2 separate regions of the Capra hircus genome follow, and region 2 is linked to region 1. The links are chromatin contacts, called in public Hi-C maps. All regions are on one chromosome and are shown on one strand. The core of a region is the stretch at or near the end of the contact, and the rest is flanking DNA. Distances in the headings are between cores, read along the strand shown. Region 1 has its middle 16 kb from the start of G0S2. Region 2 holds the start of CAMK1G (calcium/calmodulin-dependent protein kinase type 1G).

Region 1 (6,777 bases), core at 1,729-4,228:
CCATTTATAGACCAGAAAAGCATCTCATGATAAGTGTACAATTCAATGGTTTTTTTTAAAAACAAGTTTGCAGAGTTGGGAAACTATCAAAACAATCCAATTTTAAAACATTTCCATCACCCCCCAAAGATTCCTCTTGCCCATTTACAGTTACTTCCTGTCCCTCTGCCCAGGTGTGGCCGACCAGTAGTCTAGTTTCCGTCTCTCATATTAGTGGAGTCAGATAATACGTGATCCTCTGTGCCTGGCTGCTTTGGCTCATGGTTTTGAGGTGCATCCTTGCATCCTTGTCGTAACATGTATCGGTACTTTGTTCCTTTTATTGCCGAGTCATTTCTCATTGTAGGGATATACTACATTTTGTTTACCCATTCACTGATTCACAGACATTTAGAGTTTCCACTCTTTGGCCACGATGAATAGTGTTCTAGGAACACTGGCGTCAAAGTCTTTGTGTGGCATTGCTGGGTCATGTGGTAAATTTATATTTAACTTTCAAAGAAACTGCCAAACTGTTCTCTAGTGACTTTGTGATGTGTTTCAGTCAAGGGCTTCACCATCTTCCCAGTTAATGCTTCAGAACCTTGGAAATCCTTCTTTACTCCTCTCTCTCCATCTTTCCACATTCCATTTCTCACCAAGCCCAGTCGATTCTATCTCCCAGATATCTCTAGTACCATTTCCCCATCCTCACCCTCGCTATGACTCTCCTAACTTGGGCCACTGCTACTTCCTGCTTTAGCAGCCTCCTCACTCTTCTCTCTGCCTACCCCACCTTCTCCAATCCATTGATATATTAAAAAAAAAAAGGCTTGTGAAACATTTGATATGCACAAAAGAATAGAAGAAGCCATAAATAACTTATGGGGCAATAATAAAGCAAAAGCCTTATTGGCCTGCCATCCAAATGGAGACCTGTTGCCAAAACTGTAGAAGTGCCCCGTGGGCTTTAATGCACCCAGTTCTTCTTCACGGGCTCCTTATTGTTCTTAAAGTTCAAACTCATTAGCTGTGCAAGCTCTTTAGAAACTTTGAAATCCTTTCCCAGGAATCTCTCACCATTCCTACCCCTATCCTTCCTACCATTCAGGTTCTTCAGTCACCCTCTCTTGGACATGTAAGATGCTCCCCAAGCACTGGGTGTTTCTCTTATCACAGCTCCCAGTACTTTGTAGTCACAGTTGCTCTTTTTTTTTTCCCCAATTACACACAGGTCTGAGAGGCCAGTGTATCTCCCATGCTTAGCACAGTGCTTGCATATGTTAGATGCTAGAAAGCATTTTCTGAGTGTTTAATGGAAATTGACTCATACACACAGATGAAGATGCTTGTTAGATATTTGAAGGTCAAGAGAAATGTCTAGGCTAGATATATTGCTTTGGGAGAATGAAATCATATAAACTAAAGTTTAAACCGTAGTAGATGACACCCCATCTAGAGGGCGAAGGGTACAGTGGGATGTTACAGGAGAGGCGAACAGGTAGAAAGGGGCAAGGAGATGCAGGGAGCAGGGGGACCTGAGTCAACAGGGAGGTGGGCTGGGGTGGGCAGAGGGTAGTCTCTATGAGGTGCCAGAGGTCACAGTGTGGAAGCTTCTGAGAGGTCAAGGAGGATGAGGAGTGACAAAAATACATTGGGTCTGGATATAGGAATCGCTGACCAACCTAGACAGCATATTAAAAAGCAGAGACATTACTTTGTCAACAAAGGTCCATCTAGTCAAAGCTATGGTTTTTCCACTAGTCATGTATGGATGTGAGAGTTGGACTATCAAGAAAGCTGAGTGCCGAAGAATTGATGCTTTTGAACTGTGGTGTTGGAGAAGACTCTTGAGAGTCCCTTGGACTGCAAGGAGATCCAACCAGTCCATCCTAAAGGAAATCATTCCTGACTATTCATTGGAAAGACTGATGCTGAAGCTGAAACTCCAGTGCTTTGGCCACCTGATGCGAAGAACTGACTCATTGGAAAAGACCCTGATGCTGGGAAAGATTGAAGGTGGGAAGAGAAGGGGACGACAGAGGATGAGATGGTTGGATGGCATCCCTGACTCAATGGACATGAGTTTGAGCTAGCTCTGGGAGTTGGTGATGGACAGGGAAGCCTGGCATGCTGCAGTCTGTGGGGTCCTAAAGAGTTGGACATGACTGAGCGACTGAACTGAGCTGAGCTGGAGGCCTGTCAGGGCTCTGAAGGCGCTGAGGCCGGAATGCTATGGGTTGAGGAGGGATGTATTTGAGGAAAGAACGTTTTTAGTGTGAGTGTCGGGGAGAGGAGCTTTTGAGGAGGTTGGGTTGCTGGATGTGCAGATCTGAAGGAGGGTTCTGATCTTTAGGACAGCAGTGAGCTAAGGTTTCATTTAAATGGTTTTGAGTATTTTCTCTGTCCCAGACACAGCGCTGGGGTGAGCGTGTTTTCAGCTTGTGGGAAAGATCCGACAGAGTCCCTGACTAGGGAATCACTGGAGCGGCAAGATTTACAGGGTCCGAGGACTGGGCATGCGGAGACTCAAGGAAATAAGGTGAGGGTGGATATCGAACTCTTGCGGTCTCCTTCTAAATTCAGCGAGTTTTTAGCCTAATGTGTTTCCTTCCTTCGATTTTTGGTTTTTGAGAGGCACATGGATCTGACTTCTCCATCTGTCCATTTCTGTTGGAGGGCGGGAGGGGAAGAAGGTGGGAAGTTGAATCGCTTAAGGCCCCCTTTCCCTCACGTTTAGCCACAGTATGTAGGTTTTATTCTCATTTCCGCCTCCTCCTGCTGTTCCTGGTCTGTGTACAGTCACACCTGTAAAGCAGGAGATGTCTTTCCCAGGTTGGTTGAATTTTTCCTTTTCTGTCTGATGAGAGGTACATGAAGTTTGAAGTCTTGGAAATAGCCTGGGAAACAGCTTTATAGCAAGGGAGGGGCAATGTCTAGGTTTAGGATGTTAAGAGTTTTGACAGGTGTTTGCCAGCAGAGGGAGCCCCAGGGCTGGGCGAGAAAGCTCAGACTGCGTGTGTACACGCGTGCTGACTCCATGGACCATAGCCCAGGCTCATCTGTCCATGGGGTTCCCCAGGCAAGAATAATGCAGTGGGTTGCCATTTCCTACTACAAGGTATCTTCCCCATTCAGGTATCGAACCCGAGTCTCCTGCACTGGCAGGTGGCTTCTTTACCATTGTGCCACCTGGGAAGCACAGACTCCTGGGGTTTAAAAATCTCAGTCCAGAGGGTTTTTGGGTTTATGGGTTAAGATAAGAGAAGATGAAAGAGGGAAGGAGGGAGGAAGAAGACGGGCTCACAATACACCAACATATACACAGAAACAGTCACACAAAAATCACATAACCCCACCCCCCACCCCTCCCTCCACGTGCTCACAGTTTCTGCTTCAGTCCAGTGATTCCTAAAACTTGCTGTGCAGTTAAATCATCTGGGGGAGCTAAGGGCAGATTCCCAGGCCCTTGAATGGGAGCCATCAAGGTTGGGACCCAGGAATCTGTATTTTTGCAAAGTGCCCAGGAGATTCTGAAGTAGTCTTTAGACAAACAAACTGGCAAACACCTCTGGGTAGTTAGGTAAATATTTCAAGTAGAGCTTGTTTGAGACTGAATTTAATGGCTCCAGCCATCAACATGTTGAGTGGTAAAAGAATGTAATCCATGGATGCTGTTGTGACTGAGTCATTTCCTTTCTCTCTTTCCTTCTTTTTCTCCCCTCTCTCTTCTTTCCTTTCCAAGTAATTTTTGTATTCATTAATATAATACAAAGTCACATGATATCAAAAGGCTTATAATGCTAACAGCAACCCTTGCTTCTCCCTTCCCCATGCCCAGGTCCCTTTCAAGGGCAACCACATTTTAAAATCCTATTTCTTTTCTCTGATTAACTCCATATTTTAAAACATTTACTGCCGTTCTTGATTTTGTAACATTAGAAATTATTTATTGATTTCCCACTAAGGACTATTAGGACTTGCCATTTTATTTTACAACACACACAGATGCTCATTCCCTTCCAGCTAGGTTCCTAACACTATTAAATCACAATTTTAATTAAATCATTAGTCAGTGTTCATATTATGATGACTGATTTTTTTTGCAGCTCTACCGTTTGCTGTACTGTGATTGCGTTTCTTTGTTTTCCTCTATGCCGCCTCCCCCCACCAAGAGTTAATAATCGTCTCATTTTTGTTTGTTTGCTCACTCAGTTGTCATGTTCTCCAAATCCTCTGGTAAAAGCAATACAGCTCAAATAAATGGGTCCAATTAATTGGATAATCTATATTTTTTTTCCCTCGGAGACATTTGTTTTGGAGCCCCGGGTCCTCCTGTTCCAATCCAGACTAGGAGCTTGATAGGCTGGTAACTGGGACCTCCTTTACCATCCACCTGACCACCCCAGCTCTTTCTGGCTTACTTCCTCATGAATAACAGGGAACTGAACGTGGGGTGCTGTTTCACACTGAACACTTGTGCATGGACTTGGATCCACCAGACCCTGGTCACGTACAGGCCAGGATGTCAGCTCTGCCAGCGTCCTTACTTTACCCTCGTCCTGATTCATTGTTTGGCTGAGGAAGGATTATTTTCTTCTGAAACTGGAAGACGTTGCTGTATTGCCTTTCAGTTTCTAGCTTCCAGTGTGGATACTGAGAAGTTCAATTTCTGTTTGGACTCCTGATCTGGCTTTGTGAGCTGTTTTTCTTCTCTCTAGAACTTTTGGGATCCTTTCCCCCCTCCACCCCCTGGTGTTGTAACATTCCTAATTATGTGCTTTGAGGAGACAGTTTTGTGTTTTGTTTTGGTTCATTGTGTTGAACACCCACTGGGTCCTTTCAATATGGAAATTCAAATCTTTCATTATAGGAAATTTTGGAGAAATTATCTTTCTGGTTAATATATTCCCCTCCATTTTCTCTGTGTTCTCTTTTTGGACTTATTAGAAGATGTCAGAGCTTTGGATGGATTGGATCTTGTAAACTTCTTATTTTTTTGGTCCTAACTTTCATCTCTTAACCTTTCTGTCCTACTTTCTGTGAGATTTTGTCAATTTTATCTTCCCTGTGTTTCATTTTAATTTTTAAATTTCCTGTTATGTTTTTATTTTACAAAGCTCCTGTCTGTGCGTGACTACTTTTTTTTTTTTTTAAACAAAACACTGACTGCTTGATCTTCATTGATGGACACACTGCCTTCTTTTATCTCTGAGGGGCTATCAATGTTGTCAAGGGCTATTGTTAGTAATTTCTTCTGACCCTCAAATATCAGTATGTATAATCTTTTTTCCCTTTGGTTGTATAGTTTCTCCAAGGAGGAATGGTTCATTCCTCTGCCTACAGTGGGCTGGAGTAAGGAGAACGAAGAGGCGTATAAGTTGGGCTGTGTGTGTTTTGGGAACTAAGTCAGGATAAGGGGCTGGACAAGTCATCTTTCAGTGTGGAGGCTTCCTCTCATCCTGTTTCCAGCTCTATGCCTGAACCACCTTTTGCTGTGGCTGATGTCCCCGAGCCTGGCACCTCTTTAGCCAATTTCTGCAGAAAACAAACTTTCCTCCTTCTTGGAGGGCCCATCTCTTCCTCTGCCTGAAGGTTTCTGGTGCCCTGATCCTTGAGATTCTCCTGGGCTCTGTGGCTTCTCATTGCCCTCCTACCAGGGGCTGTTGGGGTTCAATAGTCTCCAGTTGGCTAAGTCGCTTATCCCTCATCTGTTCACTTTCCATCTTCTGAAAGGGCGTTGACATTTCTCATCTATTGTTTCCATGCTCGTTCTCTTTTGTTCTTGTCCCTTATAGCATGCACATTATTCTACTGGGATCGGTGTACTTTGTAAGGGAGTAGAAATAGATGTTTGTTCCACTGGAATGTTTAACCCTAGGAAGCTCTTTTGCGTAGCCTGACAGGCTTTTTTGAGAAGCCTATAGTAGTGCCATCTTCTGTTCCTCCCAAGATACCCAAAAATCAAGACTGTGGGAGGGAGACTTTTTATTAAGTCATTTGAATGGAAGAAAAGAAGGGGGAATCTTTCATTTGTTCACTCATCCTTTTTCCCCAGATATTTATTGAGCCCTAGTAAATGTCCAATGTGCTTGGTGCCAGGAATGTACAAGCTGAGCAATGTCTGGTGTCTTCCTTCAAGGAGATGGTAGTTAAGTATAAGGAGGGTAGGCAAGGAAGTCAAAGCTCAGAGTAGCATAATAATAGCTGTAGTATAGTAGTAAATCTAAGGTCACAATTGTGTAATAACAATGTGTATAGGGTGCTAACGGGGAAAGAGTAGGGTAGCCAAGTCAGCCCAAGGCAGTGGGAAAGCTTTCTGGGAGGAAGGGATCCTGGGGCTAAGTTTTGAAGAATGAGTACAAGTTACGGAGATGAAGAAATTGGGGGAAGGCTGTACCCAGCAGAGGGAACTGTCTGTGATTAGATAAGGAGTCTAGAGATAGCTTGAGATTTCAGAGCGACCTCAAGTAGATTGAAGTGGCTGGAGCAGGGGTCCATTTGGGGAGAGGCCTGAGTCACTGAACTATAAATATTCACATTAGCATGATGCTGGGACGAGTAATGAAAGCTGCAAAAACCGTAATATCTTCTTCTCTCCGTGAATTTGAGCAAATTAAAAGAAATTATTTGTATTAATAAAAGGAGGATACCGTGTGATTATATAAAGAGATAAGATATGTAAAGTGCTGGCTCAATAGTAGGATTGTAAAGTATTCCAGCTCTTTCTTGACAAACCTGCCTTAAACCCTTCTACTCGCTCCAGTTTCCTAACAGTTGTAAAACAGATTCTAGAAA
Region 2 (6,777 bases), core at 1,341-3,840, 130 kb after region 1:
CTATTCTCTCCCATCATCCCACCTAGGCTTAACTGTGTGTCTGCCACACTTTGCCTTTAAGACCCATTTCCACAGGGGAGGTGGGGGGAGCGGGGCGGGGAATGGGGGCGTCGTTGGTACCCAAGTGGGGCTCACTCTACTGCGCCCCTGGGAGGGTGAGAGGAGGGGTCGCTGGGAGTGGGAGCAGGAGGAAGGACCATCTTGAGCTCACGATGGCGTGGGTAACACCACTCGAGAAGCTCTGAGTTATACCACGCTTCCCCTTCCCCACCTCCACAGCCGTGCAGTGCCCCCACCCCACCCCCCAACCCCATCGCTAGCTTGCTTTCACTCAGGCGGCTGCACGGCCCCAGCCCCCTCGCCCTTGACCCTGCGGTTGTAGCGCCGGCTCGAAGCCTGTTTGCAGACAGCCGCCCTCCCTCATTCACGCTGCAGCTCATTCACTCCGCTGCCTCCGGCAGGCTGCGGCTGGGCCCCAAGGCTTATTTATTTCTGGCCGCGTGTCTGTGTGTGAATGGGGGACAGGGAGCCAGGGAGGCGCTGTCCTCCTAGAGGGGGATTCATTTCACTTGCCACCGCCGGGAATTGCACCCAGACCCTCAGGTGTTCGCTGCTGCAGACATCACCCTAGGTGGGTGATGCCTGTGCTGGGCGCTTTACCAGCATTATCTTGTTTAATCTCTCAAGGTAGGGATCGTCAACCCTATTTTGTAGTGGAGGTACTGACAGGTGGAGATATTAGGAAAAATGACCTAAATCTACCACAGGAAGGGACAGAGCGGGGCACAAGCCCCAGCCCTTCAGACCCCCCCACAGCAGTCTCCCTGTCCAACCCTCACCCCTCCCCACATGGAACCTGTTGCCTCTTTCCTGGAGTTGGTTGTCGGAATTTCACTTACCTCCGACCTCATCCTCAGGGTGCTCTCCTGTAATCCCACCACCAGACTGATTGCCCCTGGAACAAGTGGCTGGCTCCCATGATCTGGGAAGCCTGGATCTCTCAGCTTTCTCAGATTTACGCCGAGGCTGGACGTCTGTCTAATGCCTAAGTGATTCCTGGCTCCAGCTCAAACCTTTACTCACTCTAACCTTGAGCTTCTTTCCCAAAGTTTTGCCCTACCTTTCTAAAGAATGCTCTTAATACACATACACTCACACCCACACCACAGCTATCTGCAGTCTAGTATCATGGAAAGGTCTCTGATTATATCAGAAGATCTGGGTGCAAATGCCGCTATCATCAAATGGATACGACCATATCCAGTTTTGCCTGATGAAGCCTCAGAAGAAATGCGATTCACCCCACCAACCCTATGGGCTTGTCTTAAAGATGATTAATTAAAAGCACATTACTCACTGTCAAGTGTGGTCCCCATATCAGGTATTACTAAGCACTTTGTGCTATGGCCTGTGGGGTCTTGTCTTTGGTCCTAGATAAAGCTTCAGTCAAGTAGGACTGCTGGGGGTCGGACTGTCTCCAGCCTCTGGTATAAGAAAGATGGTCTCCTTACCCAAGAGGGAACCCTCTTGACTCCCGTGACCCTTCTCAGAGATTTTCCTCTTCATCGGTTGATCTGATTCCAGAGCAAGCAGCTGGCCAGCCATGAAGTGCCGCCAGGGCAGCGGCGAGAGAGCCCCGACAACTGCCTCTGGGAGCTTCAGGGTTAATGATCGTGCGTCAAAGTTACGTGGAGAGAAGGGCCCCAGTGTGGGTGGGGGTGGTGGTGGTGAGTCCAGACCTCCTGTGACCATCCTGACTTGAGAACTGAACTAGGGAAGTTGAAAGACGGAAGGGGAGACAGAGGCGCCCCCGGGGAAGGTGAGGGAGGAGCCGCATGACTGACAGCGGTGCCTCCGCTGGGTTCTGCATCCTAAGCAGCCGGCACCGGCCAGGAGGGACTGAGGCTGGTCTGCCTTCCTTGGGTCTGTGGAGCCACAGGCTGTTTACTAACCTCCTCCCCACCCCTCCACCCCCGCACTGGCTCTCCTATTCCTCACAACTGAACAGGAAGGGAGGACCAGAACAGGGCATTTGACAGATGGGTCAGAGGTTAAGGGATGCAGGCAGAGCAGGAGGGAGGGCGGTGAGGATGCTGGCAGTCCTGATACCCTGCACATGGACGGCCCCTCCAGGCACAGAGCTGACAGGGCTGCCCCTGGAATGCGGGCGGGCATGGCAGGCCAGGCACATAGGAATGTTTTGCTCCCCTTTCTCTGCCCAGAAGGGCAGAAGGTTCCCACTCAAACCAGCCCTGAAGTTATGGCCAGATGACTGCCCCCCCCCCCCCCCACCAGAGATTCCCTCCCAGACTTCCATTCAGACTTATCTTCCCAAGCAGCTACAACTTCCCTCTGACACCTCCAGAGTCAGGCAAGACAGGACCTGGGGCTGAAATAAACGCCCAAGTTGCTTGCAAGAGTGGCTGTTCAAACCCACTCTCTTGGTGCCAGCAGCCTCCGGCTAAGCGAAGAAGGCTCCCCTGACCAAATAAAGAAGCAGGTTCATCTTACCCAGGGATTCCGAGAGAATGGTCCTCGTGGTCCTCCCACTCCAGCTCCTACAGGTCTGGGAGGCTTAGCGGGCTCCAGCGCTTCCACAATACACTGAATTAAAGGGGAGGAATGCAGAGGTTTTCTTTCCCAGGACCGTAACCAAGCAGCCTTAAAGGGGAGGAAAAGGAGCTAGGGCGGCTTGCTCCTTCGTTTCCTCTGCCTTTCCTTCCCTCTGAGCAGATCCAGAAAAAATCCTTTTGCCCAGGGCCCCTTTTATGGTGTGTGTGTGATTGTGTTTGCGTTGACATGTGTGCTGCAGAGAAGGGAGGAATCAAAGGCAAAAACAAAATGACAAAGATTTCCATCGGCCTGAACGCGGCGGTAACAGAAAATCAGAGACTGCTTGCCTCAGTCTCCCTCTTAACCACTCAGTAGCTGGTATATGTTGTTTCCGATAAATTCCTGAGCAGTAAGACATCGATACTAGTTGCAGGTAGAGCCCCCCGGGTCTCACTGAACGGGAGGTGAAGCACTTGGATGTTCCGCAGGGGGACCCAGGGCTGGACGGCTTCACCCGGTATAGGTGATACGTCCCCTGTTTCTAGAAGCAAAGCATTCCGATCCCTAAGTCTGCCATCCTCTTTTCAGTCCTAACCTGTTGGCCCCCAAGGAGACCATTCCCCTCCTTCCGGAAACTCTAGGCTCTTAAATTGTGCCTTTCCAGTTTTTATCACTTGGGTTTTTGAATAAGCAACACATTCCTATGGGTCAGCAATTAGGATTCTATTGAAAGCCATACATAAAGGTGTCTCACCGCATCCCCTCCCCACCGCCCCTGGCCCCCACCCTGCCCTCTACAAGTGGTCTCTTTTGTTTCTCCTGTGTCTCCCCAGCATTTCATGCAGATACAAACAACAGAATATATATATCCCCTGCCCCCTTTCTTATGTAAAAGGCGACATCTATTTTCATCTCCACAACCTTAATTCAGGTCCCCTTCTCCTCTCTTGGGTACTGTTGTAATAACCTAGATTCTAATTGGTCCCTGGGTGAAGTAGTCCATTGGGATAGTTAAAAGAGGCTCTGGAGAAGGCTTCTAGGTTGGATGCCTGGGTTGTCTATTAACTGGTTGTGTGACCTTGGACAAGTGGCTTAACCTCTCTGTGCCTCAGTTTTCTCATCTGGTCAATGGGATGATCACTGAACTTATTGCATGTACTAGTCGAGTGGAGCAAGGTAGAAGGCTTAGAACAATGACTGGCACTTGGTAGGTTGTCCGTAAGTGTGAGCTACTATTATTCTCTCTCCAACTTCAATTTTTGGTAGAATGATCACCTCAAAAATATCCATTCCCTACATAATAAAATACAAACACCTCACCCCATCATTGCAGGCATTACAGGATCTGGCATGATGCTACCCTGCACCCCACCCCAAGCCCCTCTGTCCACCTAGCCGATGCTCCAGCCACATCATAGGAGACACTGATTTCTAACACACCGCTGATTTCCAGAGCTCCCGACTTTTGCTTCTGCAGCTGTATCCAGGTAGAATGGCCTTTCTTCATTCTCTGCCTATGGAAATGCTATAGATTTTAAAAGCTCACATCAAATGCCATCTCATCCATGAAACCTTCTATGATTTCCTCACCTCTTGAGAAGTAATCACTCCCTCCTCTGTGCTGGTTCCCAAAACTTTTCATCTACCGCTCTCTCTCTTAATCTTTTTCTGCCTTGAATTCTAGTCTGTGTTCCCACTGCTGTCTCCCTTCTGGGACTGAGAGTTCTTAGCAGAGTGATTTCGCCTCTCCTCCCGCCCTCTTGACCTCCTTTCCCTAACCCGCCTGTGTCCCAGGACACAGGGTAGGCACTCAGCCAGTGTTTAGTGATGAACCAGATAGGTCCCACCAGAAGTGGAAATGCCTTTGAGAGTCAAATAAATAAGATAGGACTTCTTATGGTAGGTATACTAGTCAGTACTCAATAAATGCTAACTCATCAGTACTGGTCACAAGAATAACAGCATATTATTGCTATGGGTCTAGCTTCTGCTTAGTGCTTAGATTCTCTGGGTATAGCATCCCTGATGGGCAGCTCTCTTTTTCCTGCTTGGACACTGGAACTGAGGAGTTTATTGCTGTATGAGATTGTCCGGTAAGTTCCATGGGCACCAAAGATGTTAGCAGCTTTGTAGGGAGCTGAATTCTGCCTCTCTGAAGTCTCCCCCAGCATGCATATACATCCTCTCACTCCTTAACTGACTCCTTAACTCCAAGCACTGACTCTGTACTAGGGATCGAAGATGGAAGTCAGACTCAGAATCCACACTCATAGAGCTTCTACCGTCCAAACAGGAGCCAGTCCGTTCTGTACTTTGTAACTCAGAGTGTGTTGCTCTGTAGTGCAGAGTACTTTGCATTCTGATACCACTTTGAATCGGGCAAGGACCTGTCTGTGAGCATCCGCCAGCCTCCTCCTGCCAATTCTGTTCCGTCTACCTGCACACTGCTGGTGCTGGCGAGCCACAGCGCTGGGGCTGAGTTCTCAGTTGTGCAAACACAAGTAGATTCAGCAGGTGTTAGACTGCGTGGGGCACAGTGTCGCCTCTTTATGCCGAGTTCAGAAGGCAGGTACTGACCGGGTCACACGCCAGACATCAGAGGTCAGAGCGGGCTCAGAACATCCACTGCTCTGGTACTGACAGAGGTGACTAGAAAATGTTTCCCAAGGAGGTGGAAGAGAGCTTTGGGCCTGATAACACGTGCACACTTATGCACACACACATCCATGCTTGCAGTTAGACCCCCTTCAGATTCTTGTAAGGGCCTTATCCCTATGTTTCCCCCAATCAGCAATTCAACAAAATGTTTATTAAGCATAAACTAAAACACAGACAACAATTGGAGATGAAGCAGCAGCAGCTAGGATGCTATTAATTCCCACTGTCACCAGAGATGCAGCCATGGGGAGCCAGCTGTGGGCTCGAGATGTCAGGACAGGTTTCATGGAAAAGTTTCATGGGAGTCAGCCTGGGCCTTAAGGATGAGTAGGACCAGATCTGGGAGCTGTGGTGGGTGGGAAGGGATTAGGAAAACATAGAGCTTGGGATGTACAAGACGCGTGCTGGAGATGACAGCCTGCAGTGCAGCGGGAGATTAGGGCCAGGCAGGGTGTTGAAACAGCGGGGGCTTTGGGCTTGCCCACCAAGGCAGCAGAGCGTTGCTGCAGGTTCTGAAGTGAGGGTACTGATGGGAGCCCAGCGGTGATATGCTTGATGCTGGGAGAGATCAGAGCCTGGAAAGCCAGCAGAGAAGCTTTGTGGTCACCAAGACCTGAGGGAATGGGGGCCAGAAGAGGGAGCGGGAGTGGGGAGGAGGAATTGGCCTGAAGGGGGCGCCCTTGTCAGTCAGAGAGTGTCCTCTCACCCTGCAATAGCTGGTGGGTCTGAGCTTATCAAGCTGTTGCTAAGTTCACAGTGACGTTGGCAAAAGAAGAAGTGGTCAGGTGTATCCCCAGGTCCTCACCTCTGCTGCTTCCACGTGGCCACCCTTATCCCTCAAATGAACAAAGTAAGGGGTCTTCCTGTAGTTAGGGTTAGGAGGAAAAAAGGGAGGTGCACTCATGAGGACAGAGGAGTCCTTTGCCTGTCAAAGAGGCAAAGATTCTTTCCTCCCCTTGGTCTGTGCTGTCTTTTATATTTTTATGCTAAAATGGCTATTTTTAATTTTTGCTTAAAGAGTTAACATGCACTGCACCAACTCTGTTACTAACTGCCTCAAAGCACAAAATGAATTTAGTATTGTAGGTAGAGGAATCATACAGCAAATAAAGGAAAAAGATAAATTCAAAAAGAGGAAATAACAGTAAAGGTCAAGAAATGAGATAGTGGGGGCCGTTCGTTGCTATTTGTCTTTTACATTTAATTATATCTCAGATTGTGCGTTCTGGAAAACAAATGACAAGACATGATGAGGTGCCAGGGTGGAAAAGGGAAGGGAAAACAATCTCCATCCATTCATTCATGCAGCGAATATTTGCGAGCTCCTTCTCAGTCCTGGGCGATTAAGCTAGGCTCTGAGCATACAGTAATAAACGCAATAGGCCCAGCCTCTCCCCTAATGAATTCTGTGAATTCTGTGTTCCAGCAGTAACGTCAGATATAGACAAGTACAATTGTGATAAGTACTAAGAACTGTTTAGGGCATTAAGAAACTGTTTAGGGGGATCTTACTAGCCCTGAGGAAGGGCATTTCAAACTGGAGTCAGAAGAAAGAAGAATGAGCTA

Evidence for each region. Hi-C and Micro-C count contacts between places; a contact is called where the count stands out from the background.
Region 2: a contact with region 1 is called in a Hi-C map of blood, with 11 times the contacts expected there. The contact joins the promoter of CAMK1G here to the enhancer-like site in region 1. A contact is called at or near these places in 3 of 5 Hi-C or Micro-C datasets (blood and liver).

The regions. Positions count from the first base shown.
Region 1 is chr16:72,245,868-72,252,644 of ARS1.2, forward strand. No RefSeq gene overlaps it. Among named protein-coding and RNA genes, the nearest start is that of G0S2, 16 kb to the right of the region's middle. Within about 2 kb of position 2,979, at least 2 of the 5 cell types and tissues checked have an H3K27ac peak or open chromatin away from gene starts, as enhancers often do.
Region 2 is chr16:72,375,622-72,382,398 of ARS1.2, forward strand. CAMK1G (calcium/calmodulin-dependent protein kinase type 1G) reads right to left here and starts at 2,591. Exons shown (of 13, transcript XM_018060785.1): 1 at 2,512-2,591.